3 separate regions of the Sus scrofa genome follow, and regions 1 and 3 are each linked to region 2. A link is a contact called in public Hi-C data. All regions are on one chromosome and are shown on one strand. Each heading gives the region's core, a stretch centred on a gene start, on an enhancer-like site or on the middle of the called end of the contact. The rest is flanking DNA. Distances are from core to core; before and after follow the strand shown. Region 1 holds the start of MAGI1 (membrane-associated guanylate kinase, WW and PDZ domain-containing protein 1). Region 2 overlaps MAGI1 (membrane-associated guanylate kinase, WW and PDZ domain-containing protein 1). Region 3 has its middle 56 kb from the start of MAGI1.

Evidence for each region. Hi-C and Micro-C count contacts between places; a contact is called where the count stands out from the background.
Region 1: a Hi-C map of liver shows a contact between it and region 2, with 4 times the contacts expected there. The contact joins the promoter of MAGI1 here to the enhancer-like site in region 2. A contact is called at or near these places in 1 of 5 promoter capture datasets (liver) and 9 of 47 Hi-C or Micro-C datasets (embryonic fibroblasts, epiblast stem cells, fetal skeletal muscle and 4 more).
Region 3: a Hi-C map of liver shows a contact between it and region 2, with 7 times the contacts expected there. The contact joins two enhancer-like sites. A contact is called at or near these places in 1 of 5 promoter capture datasets (liver) and 5 of 47 Hi-C or Micro-C datasets (embryonic fibroblasts, liver and skeletal muscle).

The regions. Positions count from the first base shown.
Region 1 is chr13:47,566,252-47,570,074 of Sscrofa11.1, forward strand. It overlaps MAGI1 (membrane-associated guanylate kinase, WW and PDZ domain-containing protein 1), which reads right to left and starts at 1,889. Exons shown (of 22, transcript XM_021070801.1): 1 at 955-1,889. The coding sequence starts at 1,267.
Region 2 is chr13:47,496,077-47,500,028 of Sscrofa11.1, forward strand. The region is part of intron 1 of MAGI1 (membrane-associated guanylate kinase, WW and PDZ domain-containing protein 1); the gene reads right to left. Among named protein-coding and RNA genes, the nearest start is that of MAGI1, 70 kb to the right of the region's middle. Within about 2 kb of position 1,390, at least 2 of the 83 cell types and tissues checked have an H3K27ac peak or open chromatin away from gene starts, as enhancers often do. A contact at or near this core is called in liver, where this site is marked.
Region 3 is chr13:47,622,277-47,626,413 of Sscrofa11.1, forward strand. No RefSeq gene overlaps it. Among named protein-coding and RNA genes, the nearest start is that of MAGI1, 56 kb to the left of the region's middle. Within about 2 kb of position 2,090, at least 3 of the 83 cell types and tissues checked have an H3K27ac peak or open chromatin away from gene starts, as enhancers often do. A contact at or near this core is called in liver, where this site is marked.

The DNA.
Region 1 (3,823 bases), core at 639-3,138, 71 kb after region 2:
TCCTCTCAAACACATTCCCTGGGTCATCCCCCAACCTCTTCCTCATCAGGGCTTAAAGCTCTGCAGCAAGGGCTCAAACCCTCACTCCTTTGTGACCTTGGGCAAGTAACTGAACCAACTCCAGCCCCAGCTTCCTTATAATATGGGGTTTATGAGAACAACTCGCTCTCAGAATTGTTGTGAATCAGAATAAGGCAGTGCAAGGAAAGCACTGTACAAAGAGACTGGAACGAAAGAGCAACTATCAACATCATCACAGGGATGATGTTGGTGGCAGTATAAACTTGGGCTTGACTGGCGCTGAAATACCCCCTCCACTCTCTTCCCCCACCGCCACCCACAAGCCTGCGGCCCGGCAGCACGGAGGAGACACATGCGTCATCCAGCTGTGGAGTGAATGCAGGATCTTCCGGCAGCGGGCTTTGGGACCTAGGCAGTGATGCCTCAACCCACCTGGGCTGCTGCGGGGTGAAGGTTATTTTCTGATGGGGGACGTCCAATAAGCAAAGACCCTTCCCTCCTTCGTACCCATTCTCCAGGTGGAAACAGACAAGCGGCCAAAGAACGCAGCAGCTGCGCCAGCGGTAACGACCCCCCAGGGAGCCAGAAGAACGTCCCCTAGCCCCGGCTTCAGTTCCCCAACTCTCCTCCAGATGCGGGAGAAGCTGCGCCGCACTTGGTGGCTGAGATAACAGGTTGGCAAACCCGACCTGCGAAAAAAATCTCCGCGCTTCCCCGCGCAAACCTAAGCCCCTCTTCCCTACTCAGGTGGGCAAACAACCTACAATCTCTCAACAACTTTGTGTATTTCACCAACTCAAGGCGCTTGGCCTCAACTTCCCCTCTAAGCCGGGTTTGCCGGAGAAAAGCGGGAAATTGGGGATGGGGGGAGGGAGTCTCCACAGGCCGCTCCCCTTTTCTGGGGGCGCCTTCCGGAGGCGCGTCCCGTCTTACCTTGTCTGACGGCTTTGAAGGTGACCGCCTCCTTGAAGCTGTCGATGACTCCCAGTACGTCATAGCGGGGCAAGCCGGACACCCGGATCCCCTGGACCTCCAGAAGCAGCTCCCCCTCGCCCAGCCGCGGGCCCTCGCCGCCGCCAGGAAGCCCCGACGCCTCGGCCGCCGCCACCGCTCCGACATAAGGAAACTCTCCATTCTCCGCGCCCCCCAGCACGGTCACCCCCAGCTCGCCCTGGGGTCCCCGCTTCACGGTGCATTCGTGAACCTTGCTAGTCCAGTGATTCTTCTTCTGGATCACTTTTGACATGATGAGTTACACCCCTCTTCCCCCCCACAAAAAAAATAATAAGTGAGAGACAGGTGTCCCTCCGCAGCACAAGCCCCCCCCCCAGGCCCTCGCTGGTTCATGGGAGAGACATCTCCCCCCAAAAAACGCAACGGGAGAGAGAAACTTGGCAGCCTCGCTCGCCGCACACACTCGCGCACTCAAGCCATCATAAAACAAACTTTCTGGGCTTCCCCGCGAGCCCTGCACAGGCGCCCGCGAGCTTTGTTTGCATTCCGGTGCTTCTCCGTCCACGTTCCGGCGCCTGACCGTGCTCTCCCGGACCAGAGTCCACTCTGCGCCGCTTGGGTTATTTTTTTTCCTTCCTTCCTTTCTTTCTCGCCTCTTAGAAATGCGGTGTCTCCTCTTTGCCGCCCGCCTGGCTCGCCTTTTCTCGTTGGCGGGTTGTTCCTGAGCGTGAGGGAAGCCCTTCCAGCCAGTTGCTGGGAGCCCAGGAGACGCGGTAGCGAAGCGGGGGTTGGGGGACAGGGGGGAAGTGCCAGCGGCCCCTTTAAGCAGATACAAAGGCTCTGCTTGTTTTGTTACAGTTCATTCTATTCCGCGCCGCCGAGCGCAGCGGCCGGCGAAAGGAGACGCGCGCGCATGCGCACCGCGGCCTCCAGCCAGCCGGCCCGCCCCACCCCGCCTTCCCGAAGGGAGAGATTCCAAAGTGCTTCCCGTTGGGTCCTAAAACCGATCCGCCAGGAGCAAGCAATTTACCCTCCTTACCACACACCTCTGATTCCTCCTTTTCTTTCAGTTCCCTGGGCTCAGCAATTTCTTTCGGGAGTTTGGGGGAAGCGCACGTGTATTACTCCAACTGTTTGAAACTTTTGAAAACATAGGCCAGTTTGGTTTTGGCATTTTAAAATCATTTAAAACAGGTGGGGGTTGGGTAGGCTCACCACTCGCGCTCACACTCACGCACACAAGCACGCGCTCACGACGGCCTAAGCCTCACCACCGCCTTCAGCCAGTGGCTGGCCACGCTGTTGGTCACCCAGCCCCGGGCGCCTGCCTTGCAACCCCCACCCCGACCCCCGCCACATTTCAATCTAAAACCCTGAACCAAACCCAAAGGCGTGCGTCGGCCCCCCCCCTTCTCCCCGCCTGCACTGCGCCCTTGGGTTTGGGTCGTGGAACTAGACTTGCCCCTGTCTCTGCGACCCTGGGGAAGGGGACTCTTGGATTCCCCAACTGGGATCCCTATGAGCGTCACACGCTCACACACACACACACACCACACACACGCACTCAAACTTTGAGACCAACTTTTTTGGACGTGGGAAAACTAGACCAGGGAAAGAAGCCAAAGGCAAGAGGGGATTCGGGTCTTCAAGTGAAAAGAGGTCTAACTTTTTAACTCCCTTGTGGGCAGAGATTTCTGGAGCCAGGCATTGGTCCCAGGATCAAATTCCCGACTGAGCTGGGCAGCCTTCGGACCCGCCCGGGGCTAGGAGATAAGAATCACCCCCAGATCTGGGATCTGCACCCGCGTCCTGGAGCCCGCGGGAGCGGGGGCGCGGCAGACACCTATTGGAATTCTCAGCCCCGGGCTTGGGGCTGCCTTCGGCGCCGCCCGGGGGCGTGGGGGTGAGCCAGCTTCAGTTCCTGCCAGGTTTGGGAATGTGCTTCAGGGCTGCGGACTGAAAGAATAGCCTGCACCATCAAGGCTGCCCTCCCTAAATACTCCCCAATCGGCCTGAGCGATAGTCTCCCAAGCATTTTCTTTTCTTCTGTGATTTATAACTTGTTTATTCATCTTTGGTCCCAGGAAAGATTGCAAGTGCTAAATAAGGAAGGGGAGTGTAAGGGACTCAGAAAGGAGGGAGTGCCACAGCGGTCACGGTTGAGAGCCTTTCTCTGGGGTTTAGATCCCCACCAGTCCAGTCTCTGTGACCTTGATCAAGCACGGGGACCCCTCAGTGCCTTAGTTTCTCCCTTATTAAGTACATATAGCAATACCTCACTAGGTTCTTGGGTGTATTATGAGGGAGAAGAGCTTGCATACGATAAAAATTTGGTGTAGTAGTAGTATAGTATTTGGAAAGAAAATTAGGAATCATTTGGGATTTCAAATTAGATGATACCAATAATCCCTCCTCGCCTTTACGAAACTTAAAATATACAGGCATACATGGAAACACTTTAAAGCTCTGATTGTAGGGTGCTATTCTCAGCTAATAAAAATAAGAGAGGAATGTTGATGCTTCTCTCTTGGGATATCCAGAAATGAAAAATCCCGTTGCTTTGTAGTATTTGTAAAAGAAGGAAGTGACCAATTTTCCATGGCTCTTCTTGGTGAAGAAAATTTCATCTTCAGCCTCTTTTCTTGGAAGCAATCTATTTGAACTGGATCAAAATGAGTGAGAGCTTCAAAAGATCCATTTCCAAACACAGATCCAGCCAGTCAGAATCTCAGGGATGGACTCTATCATGGGGACTTTTCAGGTTCCCCTTAAGTGGTGCTGTTACACAATATGGAGGACCATAGTTATAGCTTCTTGATTCCTGAGCTGCTTTTTTTTTTTTTTTTTT
Region 2 (3,952 bases), core at 140-2,639:
ATTTTGCTGGCAATTTTAAACATTCGCTAATGCAGTAACAGTCCACTGCCCTACATGGATGTCATATGCATATGTTTCTTCTTTTGTATAAACTGTAAATTAACTATGTAGGTATTATTTTTAACTTCTGCTATGTAACTTTCAGCACGGTCAACACCATCTGACCTTCACTTGGTTGAAACCATCCATTCTGCTCTCTAATTTTTATTTGAACTTTCTATTCAGCCCGAAATCGCACATGCTCCTGAGAAATCATTATGATGCCTCTGCAGTCTACTAATGATGAGGATGAGGATGAAGACAGGGAAAATGGAAAAAAATCAAGAAGAGAGACTCTATATTCAACTACTAAAAGTCAATATTTATTAACCACATATGTGCATTTACTCAACCCTCAGAACCATAAAAAAGTATGGAAATATTACTGTAACTTTATATATAAGAAAATATGCTCCAAAATACTTAAGCATCTTACCGAGGTCAAACACTAGGTAAAAAAATGGTGCCTGGATTAAAGCCAGGGCTGATTAATTCAAGTCCTGATCTCAGAACGATGTTTCTAAGCAGACTGCCCTTCAGATGGGTACCAAACCCAGCTTTCTGAAGACAAAAGGTGAGAGGACTTGTTCTCCTCCAGGAGACAGTAGTGGACTCATCTCAGCCCCCTCTCTTAACTGTAGTCAAATTTTAATGAGATAAAGGAAGTTTTCACTAGACCTCTAATCAGGTATATGGTCTCTCCTCCTTCCCCCTGTCCCCCATCTTCAGCATCTTTATAAAGGAAATACAAAGAAGCTGCACTGGGTGGCACAGGATTTGATAAGAAACTCACACCACCTCCCCCCACTTTAAAGTTCTGACTACTGCAGCCACCATGATATTCTGATACAAATTTGGCCAAACCATGCTTTAAGGGCTCTGTTTACACAGAGCAAACAGGACAACTGAGAACATCCTGCCAAATGATAAACTCTGGAAACATGAAGCAGGACACTGTGTCTCAGTACATAATGAGGAAGAAAGAGAAAAAAGAAAAATAACTCTGTACTCTTTTTGAGCCACACCCACAGCATACAGAAGTTCCCAGGCTAGGGGTTGGAGCTGCAGCTGCCAGCCTATGCCACAACCACAGCAATGCCAGATCTGAGCCACCTCTTTGACCTACACCACAGCTCACAGCAACATCAGATTCTTAACCCACCAAGCAAGGCCAGGGATTGAACCGACATCTCCATGGATACCAGTCGGGTTCGTTACGGCAAAGCCAGAGCAGGAACTCCTATAATCAATTATTAAGAGTCAACATTTATTAAATACATACATGCATTCACTCAGTCCTCAGAACAACATAAAAGTATGCCAACATTTTGTTTGTTTTGGATGCACTCACAGCATGTTTAAGCTCCAGGGCCAGGGATCAAACATGCACCACAGCAGCAACCCAAGCCACAGTGGTGCAAGTGCCAGATCCTTAACCCACTGAGCCATCAAGGAACTCTCAAAAGTATGCTAATATTATTCTAATTTTACATATGGGAAAATACACTCAAAAATGCTTATATAAAAATGCACATACATCTACATATATATAGCAGAGTAGCAAAGATCTTGAGACCTAGGTTTAAAAGTCACCTACAACTCTTACTGATTTTTTAACTTTGTGCTAATTAACTGTTATAAATCTTAGTGTTATTATTCATAAAAGAGGGCTAATAACTACAATGCCTTGTGAGGATTACTAGAAGAAATGTATATAAATTGCTTAGCACAGGATCCTGGCAGAGAGAAAGCACTCCAATCAATATCAGTATTTACTTTTATATGTTAATTTGGCTCGAATCAGATTTTCTTCCCCAAATCCTTTAGTAACATTTTAATTTTGAAACAACTCATATAATCGAGGAAATTATAAACAATATCAAGAATCCAATTAGAGTATTATATACCACTTAAAAATACTGATGCCATACAATATATTTGGCATTAATTTCATCTAAAATTCACTTTTATACTGTAAAGCAAGTATGAATTAAGTTAATGTTTACTGTTCCCTGTTCTAAACTGGCATAAAGGATATAAAAAAGGAAAAATACAGAAAAACATGAATTTTCTTTAAACATTTATTCACTTTTAAAAGTCAAATTTAATCCTAGGAAAGCGGCAAGGTAGAATTCAACTATGGTTAACGGAGTAAAAGAGGTAGTTTGCTCCTGGAGAACACAGATTACAGCATTCCTTTGAGCTTCCTAATGACCATGCACAGTTCTTAGGATAGGGTTAGTCCTTAAATACTTGTTAAAAGCATGGAGATTGGGATGGATGGATGGATGGACAGACGGACAGACAGAGTAAGTGAGTGGGAGGATGGATGAATGAACAAACAGATGGTGAAGTAGCTCAGTGGGTGCATGGACAAATGGAGGCAAAGAGGGTAGGTATGTAGATGAATAGTTGGTAAGTGGATGGATAGATGGGTAGATGGAAGAGTAAACAAATTGATCAACTTTATGTTATCAGATTGCATTTGTTAACTATTGCTGTGTGACAAACTACTCCCAGCATATTGGCTTCCAATAACAACCCTTTATTATCTCATAATTTCTGGAGGTCAGGAAAGAAGAAGAGATTTAGCTGCGTGGTTCTGGGTCAGCATCAGTCACATCCTTATAGTCAAAGCATGAGAGGGACTGCAGTTATACGCAGCATGACTAGGTCTGGAGGATTCTCTTCCAGGCTCACCCCTATGGCTGTTTACATGGGGCTTCAGTTCCCCACCACATGAGCTTCTCCACAGGGCTGCTCGCAACATGGATTTCCCCAGAGTGAGGGAATCCAAGAGAGAAGGAAAGAGAAAGAATGCTCAGGAAAGAAGGCAGACTTTTATAATGACACACTATCACTTCTGCCATCACTGCACTAGTGGTCACACAGACCTGTCTGAACAGTGTGGAAGGAAGACCGCCCAAGGGTGTGAACACCAGGAATCACTGGGTGACATTCTGGAGGCTGTAAAGTTTGAAATCATCAAATCTAATCCTGGAGCCAAACTCAGACAGTGACAAATTAACACAGCATCAGAGGCAGATTTATTTTTGCACAGTTGAAAAGCTTATACAAGTCATTAAAATTAGGTTGCAAAGATAAAAAGGGAAATATCTATAAAGAAAACGTAACTATCTCTGAGAAATGTCAACTTTGATTTTCTTCCTGATCCAAAAATGACTGAAATGTTCCTGCTGCCTGGCTTTCAAGTCATGGCAATAGTGGGTTTTTGTAAAAATTCTGGACTTAAAATTCACCACACCCATCAGTGCCAAATCAGTGGCAAATTTCCAAAATCACATCTTGCTTTTCCAGGAGCACAGGTTAGAGCTAAATGAAAAAAAAAAAAAAGAAAAAAGAAAGAAAGAAATAGTTTAAAACAACTATTTATTGATGATTCCTTTTAATTGTGAATGTCTTACGACTTAGCAGCTCTTGAAGTATCATCTAGTGTCACATGTGGGCAGCAGCAAGGGGTTATAGCTAGAAGAAAGAAATGCCATTGAAGTTACCAAATGCTTTTGGCTTTTTTTTTTCCACTTGGAGTTGAACTTTGATGAAGCATTCACAGAGGGCAGTTTTGAAGTTACCACGATAGGAAGCAGCCATAAACATTGCCCTTTGGGAAAGAGACCCTTTCCATCATTCACTGGCAACTGAGTTCAGCCTGGCATTTGTTTCTGCCTAATTCCATGTAAAAAACATGATTTCAGGTACTTTGTATTAACATATGCTGGCAACTGCCACCCTCCTCTGGAAACATTTAAAAAGGGGAAGACTGTGCCCCATGAGGATACTCAAGGGCTTGATCCAATCCCGGAAGAGCTCAAAAACAAGAGTCAACATCTGTCATTTATGACTTAATTTTAGTTTCAGTCTGAGTGGCATTTGATTACAGATGAAGAAACAG
Region 3 (4,137 bases), core at 840-3,339, 130 kb after region 2:
GATTATGTCCCATTTGTCATCAGAGAAATTGTAAGGTCCCATCCTGTCTGACATTCTGTAATTCCAAGAAGTTTCAATGAGGCAAAAGAAAGAAAAAAGCAAAACCCAGTTGAGATTTAATAAACTCTGTAATAAATTGATAGAAGAGCCACTGCGCTTTACCATGTCATTGTGTAACTTTGATGGAGGGTACTGTCTGTGTATCCAAGCTCATTACAGTGTCCTTTGTGTTAGCCCAAATGAAAAATAATTTCCTATTTCATAACAATTATCTCTTCTTCCTTGAGGAGGAAGCATATTTGATGGGAAAAGAAGGTTATCACTGATACAAAATAGTATTTAGAGCAGCAGGCTGCTGAGAGCTTCTGAATCATTTATATTGGAATGATTAGTAAATTCTTTATTTGAAAAACATGGCTAATTGGGATGGGTTTGGTGTGTAAGGATTTCTTTTGAAGAAAGCTCTGTTGAAAAACAGAACCAAGAGTTCCCAGTGTGGCTCGGCAGGTTAAGAATCCAACTAGTATCCATGAGAATGTGGGTTCCATTTCTGGCCTCATTCAGTGGGTTAAGGATCCAGCATTGCTTCAAGCTTTGGTGTAGGTTGCACATTCGGCTCTGCTCCGTTGTTGCTATGGCTGTGGTATAGGCCGGCAGTTGCAGCTCTGGGAACCTAGCTTCCACCTATAGCCCAGGATCTTCCACATGCCTGAGGTGCAGCCCTAAAAAGAAAAAAAGAAAGAAAAACAAAACCACTCCTCCCATTTGCCTCACCTCCCAGACACCAACCTGACCTTCTAAAGGTCATGTGTCAGTGTGGATGAAGGACAACAGTGAGTTTCAGTACTTAGAAATATGTATCATGTGCATCAGTCATTCACTGTGTGACTGTAGCAAAGCCTCTTTCCTCTTCTGTCGTGTGGTTCTATTATCTTAAAAGTGATCGGATTGGACTCTTCTATGCTGCATGTTAATTGATGCTCCCTCATAGAGGCTGTCTTCAACTTTGGGCTGAGAAAGACAATAGGACTTGAAGCAAGCTCAGAGGGAAGGAGGTGATCCATTAGTAATGTCTGCTCTGGGCAAAGGAACAGAAAGTGACAAAGTAAATTCCATTTGTTTGCAAATTTATGGACTTGGAGGCTCTCTGAGGACATGGATTTTTAAAAATGGTTCCTTTTGAAAACATTTATAAAGGGTTCTTCTTTTAAAAAAGAAAAAGCTTCTTCTTATAGGATAAAACAAAAGAAACAGACTGATAACTAGGTTTGCTATTGCTTTTCTGGAATCTTTTAAAAACTTCAAGTACATGTGTGTTTCTGGTACTTGACAGCAACATGCAGGGCAAGCTCTGAGGGAAAGAAAAATGTGCCTGGATTTAAAAGAAATTCAGTGTGAGATATCTGATAGGTCGAAAGTGATTTATGAAATGAGTTCTCTGTTTTGTTAGAACATAGAGTGTTGTTCCATTCAGGGGCCCTTGATATGAAACAGATGCCCAATCTATAAATCAGGCACCCTGCAGTAAGGAGATGGCATTTTTGTATAAATTATTGTGGATTCAGGAAGGAAAAGCATGGATGAACAAATTTTTATTGGCTTCTTGGCATAGAAGTTATTTTATCGGTCTTCCGTCTGGGGTGATCTTCCTCCACCCCTATTCTTCCTAGGGGATTGGTGATGAGGAAAGAGTTGAGAGTTCTTCTCTTTGACCTAACAAGTCCCTCCCCAGGTTTAACATGACCTTGTAGATAAATGCCTCTTTCCCAGCCTGTGGAGCCTGCACCACTTTGCATTCGGGTTCAGTTTCAAATGTAAATCCCAGAAAGGAAGGTGGATTAAAGTCTTCCATGGAGTTCAGAGAAGGAATATAGATGTAGTTTTCTTTTTCCCCTTTCAGGTCATTAAGTTCTTCCTTCAGTGGTCTAGTTTCTACTTTCCATTTTAAAAATGAAAATGTCATTGTTTGCATGCCTTGGCTTGGTTCTTTGAACATTTTTGACCCAGTCAGCTAATGATCATTCTCTTTGCAACTGAAAGCAGCAAGCTGGTTCATTTGTTCGTTGGTTCAGTAAAAAGTATGCCTTGAACTTCCTGACCGAGAGTAAACAATGCCTGGCCACCCAGGTTAAAGGGCAGTATACAACCTAGAACAGGGACATAGAGGTATTCAAAATGACAGAGAATTCAAATATGGGTTCTGACTTGAGAAATCCTTATTTGTTTTAGAAGATGTTAATTATTTTCTTTATTTTGATTGCACAGAGTTGGTCATATGTTCACATAGCTCAAAAAAAATAAAAATGAGATCAAGGAGTTCCCATCGTGGCGCAGTGGTTAACGAATCCGACTAGGAACCATGAGGTTGCAGGTTCGGTCCCTGCCCTTGCTCAGTGGGTTAACGATCCGGCATTGCCGTGAGCTGTGGTGTAGGTTGCAGACGCGGCTCGGATCCCGCGTTGCTGTGGCTCTGGCGTAGGCGGTGGCTGCAGCTCCGATTCGACCCCTAGCCTGGGAACCTCCATATGCCATGGAAGCGGCCCAAGAAATAGCAAAAAGACAAAAAAAAAAAAAAAAAAAAAAAAAAAGAGATCAGAAGAAGTCTTATTCTAACTCCTGATTCCACCTACCCAATTTCCACCTTCAGCCTTCTAAATGTAACCACTCTTTTTAATTTCTTGCATAGCCTTCTGGTGTTTATGTTTGTGCAGATATAAACAAATATAAGTAAATTCTTATTTACCTTCTCTTTACATAGACATTAGGAGACTCTATGTATTGTTTTGCATCCTGCCTCTTGCACTTTATAGTTGCCCTGAGATTTCCACAGGGCACAGAGAATTGCCTTCTCCTTTTTACAACTGTGTTATATTGTGTGGAAGCACCGAGGTTTATTCATCCACTCCTCTTTAGATGGACACTTGGGTATTTCCAGCCACTTGCTCATGCATGCACACAATTCTGCAATTAATAATGGGGTTTATCTGTCACTTTACTTCATGCTGGTTTAAGTACAGCAGTTAAAAAAAGAAAGAAAGAGAATTCGCAGGAGTGAAATTGTCGAGTAAAAAAGTAAATGCATTCATAATTTTGATAGGGATTGCTGATGAGCTCCCCAAAGTGTTGTGTACCATTTTGCTCTCTTGCCAGCAATGTGTGAGAGTGCCAAATCCCACTATTTATTACAGAGCATGTGTTGTACAATTTTTGAATTGAATTTTTGCCAACCCAATAGGTGAAAAATGATATCCTTATTTAGTTTTGACTTGCATTTTTCTTATTGTAAGTGAGGTCAAACATCTTTTCAAATGGGTGAGAGCCGTTTATATTTATTTTTCTGTAACCTATCAGTATTCCTGTCATATTTCTATTGCTTGGCTGATATTTTCTTCTTCACATTTCTAGGCAGATTTACTCTTATTGGTGATCATTTATTTTAAAGATCTGACCTAAGTCCTCTTTTTTTAAAATTCTTTATTTTTTTTCTTTTGTCATTTTTTTAGGGCCACACTTGCGGCACATGGAGGTTCCCAGGCTAGAGGTCCAGTCGGAGCTGTAGCCGCTGGCCTACGCCAGAGCCACAGCAACGCCGGATCTGAGCTGCATCTGTGACCTATACCACAGCTCATGGCAATGCTGGATCCTTAACCCACTGAACGAGGCCAGGGATCGAACCTGCAACCTCATGGTTCCTAGTTGGATTTGTTTCCACTGCGCCACAAAGGAAACTCCAGAGATCTGACCTAGGTCCTCTTTATATGTGCACTCATTTAATCTTCATCTCTAGCTTGAGAGTTGGATATTATCACCTTTTTTTTTTTGTCTTTTTAGAGCCACACCCATAACATATGGAGGTTCCCAGGCTAGGGGTCAAATCGGAGATGTAGCTGCTGGTCTACACCACAGCCACAGCAATGCCAGATCAGAGCTGCATCTGTGATCTACACCACAGCTCACCGCAAAGCTGGATCCTTAACCCACTGAGTGGGGCCCGGGATCCAACCCACATCTTCATGGATTCTAGTTGGATTCATTACCTTTGAGCTCCAACAGGAATTCCCACCACCCTATTTTTATAATTCATTTATTTACTTATTTATTTTTAAACAAATTTTATTTATTTATTTATTTTCATTT